Linked DNA regions of Macaca mulatta: region 1 is linked to region 2. A link is a contact called in public Hi-C data. All regions are on one chromosome and are shown on one strand. The core of a region is the stretch at or near the end of the contact, and the rest is flanking DNA. Distances in the headings are between cores, read along the strand shown.

The links. A called contact is a pair of places that touch in the nucleus more often than the background predicts.
Region 1: a Hi-C map of liver shows a contact between it and region 2, with 3 times the contacts expected there. The contact joins the promoter of HIKESHI here to the promoter of SYTL2 in region 2. A contact is called at or near these places in 6 of 14 Hi-C or Micro-C datasets (CD4 T cells, blood, cortical neurons and 3 more).

The regions. Positions count from the first base shown.
Region 1 is chr14:86,900,443-86,903,142 of T2T-MMU8v2.0, reverse strand. It overlaps HIKESHI (heat shock protein nuclear import factor hikeshi), which reads right to left and starts at 1,258. Exons shown (of 5, transcript NM_001260980.1): 1 at 1,008-1,258. The coding sequence starts at 1,037.
Region 2 is chr14:86,449,645-86,452,344 of T2T-MMU8v2.0, reverse strand. It overlaps SYTL2 (synaptotagmin like 2), which reads left to right and starts at 1,355. Exons shown (of 21, transcript XM_077964145.1): 1 at 1,355-1,472; 2 at 2,008-2,105. All of the region lies in intron 1 of CCDC83 (coiled-coil domain containing 83), which reads right to left.

The DNA of each region.
Region 1 (2,700 bases), core at 9-2,508, 450 kb before region 2:
CTATTAAGAGCAGGGTAGAATTATCTCACCAGGATTATGAATTACCACCATCACCACAGGGGTCTCACAGTCATTCAAGAGACAAACTTTATGAGGCTAGTCATCTCCAATTTATCTTTCTGGCTTCTTAGAACTGTATATGTACAGAATACAATACATTATCAAAACTTGATGGGAAAAAAAGACAATTCAACAAAGGGATTGCAACATTTAAAAAAGCCAGAAGAAAAAAGAAGGAAAAATACTTCTAGGGGAAAGGAGTCAGGCCTGAAAATTGATGTCTGTGTGGTTTCTAAGGAAACAAAAAAGATTCACCTTCCAGATTATTCCTAAAGAATTCCAGGTGCTGATCTCATTTACTCTAACAATTTGGCAATGTAGGTTATCTATTTTGACCAATAAGGAAACACACTACTTGCATCCTTCTCTGGTTATCTCAGATACGGTTCACACGTTAAGTTTCTGCCAACTTCCAATTAAATTAAGCATATTTTTACTGGGGTTCTTCCAAAGGGACCCAGCAGATATACACTGCCTGAGCACCTTAATCTTTGAAAAACCGTTTGCTATAGACCAGATTCAATCCCAAATTCACCTCTACCTCACGGTAATAAGGGAGGCATTTATACTGGCGATTGAACTTAGTTCCTTAACTGCAAAATGTCAAAGATAAAGACCATCTCACGAGTTACGAGGATTAAGTTCAAAGTGCCAAATAAGCGCCACACATAAGGCTGAGTGACCAAAGGCGTACACTGCACTTAGCCCAGTACTTGTACAAAATGCACACTTAATAAATGCCAATACTGTGACTACTATTCGAAAGAATCTGAACGGAGCTGGGCATAGGAGAGCACCCAGCTTCCCACGCTCCATCCTCACATACCCAGCCAAAATACAGTTAAGTGGGCTTCCCCGCATCCCTAGAGCCTGCGTACCCTCCCCGCCGCAGGGCTTCGCCCTCGATATCCTGACCCCTTCCTGATACCACTCGGTCCCATCCTCACCAGCCTCCCCGCCACCAAGCAGCCAAACATGGCGACGGCAGCTCCGTTCAGCCGGCAGTGACCTGAAGCCGGCGACTAGGAGTCCTGGGGCTACTGCCCTAGTCGAGACTAAGAACCTTCCAGAATTTGTGAGAGGGTGTCTGCCCCTCCACTACATAGTGACTGGGCCAGCGGCTGGAACGCCTCTGCCCCGCGACCTCTGACCTTCTCTTCCTAAGCAGCACGCTGCTCAGGCAACAAGTACTTCCGGGGCTTACACCCGGTTTCCCCACTGAGGAAGAAAGGTGGGCCAGCGCCGGTACAAGACTACAAGTCCCAGAACAAGTCCCAGAGGGCACTGCGCCGGTTTCCGGGAAAGTAAGCCCGGAGGCTTTGCACACTGGGATCGGTAGTCCGAGTGTTCTATAGCCACACCATGTGTGGATCTCTCATTTCCATGTACAATCCTGGGAGGAGATACTTCTAACGTTTCTGTAACATCTGAGAGATAGTGCACTTTTACAATAATCACGTCACTAGATCTTTACAAAAACCCTATGAGGTAAGTATTATAATCCAAATTTTATAGGAGTGAGCAACCTCAAATCTTTACACAGCAGTAAATGTTGGAGGCTGATTTCAAGTCCTAATCCAAATCCGGGTTTCTTTCTGCTACACAGTATCTCACAAGTACTAATCTTTAACCAATTGTTTTGTACTTGTCTACAGTTTATAGTTCTTTCCAGCTTCACTTAGTTGTCACGCTCATTTGCTGTACAATTGTGGAAAAGTTGTAGATGTCTTTGTGCTTCAGTGTCCCTCCTTTGCAAAAGAAAAATAATGTGCCTATCTCCTAGGGTTGCTGTGAGGATTAAATGAGCTAATATGTATAAAACACTTAGCATAGTGCCTGGCTGTGCTTAATTAGTGGGAGTTTTGTTGTAAAAATATCTATTTTTTTTTTCTATATGCATTTGCAGAAAAGGTTCATAGGAAATACAAAACAATAGCCAAAAAAAAAAAAAAAAAAAAAAACTGGCATCAAGTACTGATTGCCACCAATACTTATTCTCCCTTTCACAACTCCAATTTCTTTTCATCTTGAATAGGATAGTAAAGGGTCTCTGTCCAATTTAAATATCTGAGCTTGGCCACCAGCCATAAAGCAGGTCTGTCTTCCCTGTCCTTAGTTTATATACGGGGGATCAGTGTTTGGAACAGTCTTCTGGCCTCCACTGTGGATCCCTAAACTGATCACCTATCTTATCACTGATACTCCTTTGAGATAGCTGAGCCAAAGATGAAGAGGTAGGAAAGGATCTACCAATGTCTCCAACTTGCTACCTAAAAAGTCCTAGAACCTTCCGAATAAAAAGGCCATTCATATGAAGACCACTTCATAAATTAAGGCACCCACTACCTGGCTTCAGAGCCCATCTCTGCCATTTATTAGTTACATAATCTTAGGCAAGTTAACCTAACACTCCCATACCTCCTTTTCCCCATCTTTAAAATGAAGTAATAATAGTATCTACCTCATAAAGTTGTTTCGAGGGTTCTTACATGTAAAGTACCCAGTAGTGGCCAGAATGTAGCTTACTCAATAAATGTTAATATTTAGCATTATTGCCTTTCCTAACTAATTTTCCATGTCTTCTTCACACCCACCTTGTGCACTAGCCATACTTTTGAATTCTCTGAGCAACTCCTACTT
Region 2 (2,700 bases), core at 106-2,605:
CATTATTTTTCTCCTCTGTCATTACAGGAATCTTTCTTTTCCTTTTTTTGGGGGGGGGGGGGGCTTAGATAGGGCACCTTTTCCCATCTCTTAATCACTTCCTCAACTCTCTCTCTTGCCCAGCAGAAAATTATGGGATAAGGGAGTGAGGAAACAAACATGGTACTGTACAAATGTGACAAATTCATAAAAGAAGCCAAGTTCTCTTTAGAAGAATGTTGTGGTATCCAGAGCAAGAAGTTGAAACCAATCTATGAATTGGGATATGAGGGTAAAGGACATCAGTAACACACTTAGCACATATGAAGTACCTACAGGGGAAGACCATTGCACTGATATTGAGAAGGATGCAAGAATATGTGAGGTTCTCACTTAGAAAGCATTCACTAGACTCAGAATTTGGTGAGAGGGGCACTAAGAGAACAAGACCGAGCTTGGTCCTCGCTCCTGCACGGAGTTGTATAACCTCGGCCAAGTCTCTGAACTTCTGACCTGTTTCCTCCTCCATCTGTCCTAGCTGCTGTCCGGGCTATTATGAGGCTCCAGACACTTTGGGAAAACTGTCAAGTGATAAAGCCTCGCAAGAAGGGAAGGCATTCTTAGTCTGCTCTGCGTCTGCTGTGTGCTAGCGCCTGTGTGGGGGCACCGTGAAGGTTACAAACCTGAATCAAATTCAGAGCCTGCCTTTCGAGAGGGCAAATAATGTATCCAGGGATTCTACCGCAGTGGAGAGATGGGTTGACATTCTTACCAGATTAAAAAGGCCTGCCCTCCTTCTCATCTCCTGGGTGGAGAAGAGGGGTAGGCCTATCAGAGCCCTTCCCAGCAGCTCCTAACGGCCCAAGAACGGCGCTTCGCCACAAGACCAGGAGGGCGCGACCCCCAGGCTGATCTCGAAGCGGCGCAAGCCCAGGCCCGGGGACAGGGGCGCCCGTGGACAGGGGGGCCCGTGGACAGGGGGGCCCGTGGAGGAGGGGGGGTCCGTGGAGGGTGGGCCGGGGATGCTTATAAAGTCTTCAGTGTCACACTGGAAGGAGTCGGGGACCAAGAAAAGAGGCCAGCCAGTCTCCTGACATTCCCTCCACAGCCTCCAGCGGTGGATACCCCGCCGTGGGCCGATAGTTCGCACTTCCGTTCAGCCCGCTCACCAGGCCTACCCGCTCCACCGCAGCCGGTGCCGCGCCCTGCGTTTCCAAGGCAACCGACGTCCTCCTCCCCACTCCCTCCCCACCCGCCCTAGCTTAGCCGCGAACGGCGGGCCAAGCGCGCCATCTGGTGGCGGCGCAGGGAAGAGTCCCGGCCGAAGGCCCGCACCGCCGCGGTGGTAGCCGCGGTCGCTCTCTCCAGCCTTTTTCCGCTGACCCGGCTGGTCTCAAACGCTCACGAGCCGCTTGGCTCCCTTTAGTCGCAAGCCCGGAAGTTGGTGACTGTAGACACAAGACCCACGGACTTTGTGCTGTTACCGTGAGCAGGTCATTTGAGTCTCAGAGTCTGTGTCTTCCGCTGTAAAATGAGACGCCTGGACTCGGTGGTGGTTTCTGCACAGTTCGGGGGACGCGGACGGGGACGGGGACGGGGACGGGGCCCGGTGGTCTGTGAGGCTTCTGCGCGCCTCTACCCCGCTCCGCTCCTTCCACCGTGGCGGCTTCTCTTCCTTCCACTTTTGTACACTCATTCTTTGGTTTTAGCTCTTAATAAGAATGGCAGATCCCTGGACTAAATGCTTATAGGACAACTTCCTGCTGTACAAGTCCTTGATTCTGTTTTCCTTTTCGCTTTCCTTTTTTGTTCCTAAACCTTGAGAAAGGAATTTAAGTCCAGTATTTCCCACTCTTCGCTTTTTGCTGTTCTCTCTTCCGAGAGAGAGAAAGAAAATCCTACACGTAACCGCCTTTAAAGTTCCTCCTTCCTCTCCTGCATTATTTCTCATTATCTGCCTCAAGATAATTTTCTTTGTTTTGTACTTTGACACTGGCTCTAAATGGACAATTTTCTTTTACATCCTAGGAGCGTCTATATCCTGGTAGTTACATTTCAGTCAATTACTTATCCTTTTGTCCCAGGAAGACAGAAATGAGGCTCCTTTAGGCTTCCCTGCTCCCTTCGTAAGTCACCTGTTTGGCATTCTTGAATTTGTTTTTTTAAAAATGGATTATAATATTTTTTATTCATGCTGTGTTATATTAATAATGTATTAAGAACTTAAAGAAAGGGAACTGAAGCAGTTAATGAAAATATTAAGCAGCTTTTGGTTAAGGGAGGTTTTCTCATCAGTAAAATACCAAAAATTAACCATTATTAGAGATAATTTATGTGTTTCACCTCATTTAAACCTCCCTTTAGTCTATCAGTGTTGTGTTTATTAAGTGCCAGGAATTTGCTATGATCTACACATCTGATATAAAGGTTCTTCTGTTAACCTGGTTTTCCCTAAAATAACATTGTCAGATGGGATTATAGGATAAAATTATTAAGAGTGCAAATTCAGGAGAAAAAGCTACCACTGGAAAATTTTTAAAGCATGGAGATTTTTTAGGCAAATATAAAAGCAATTTGTGATTCTTCAGCACTTTGAATTCATTCCTACATCATTTCCTATAAATCTTAGGCCTGCTTCTTTTATGAGAGCCTGGGCCCATAGTGAAAAACTGTACTTTTACCTATCATTTGTATCCTGCACAGTTTTTCTTATGGTGTTTA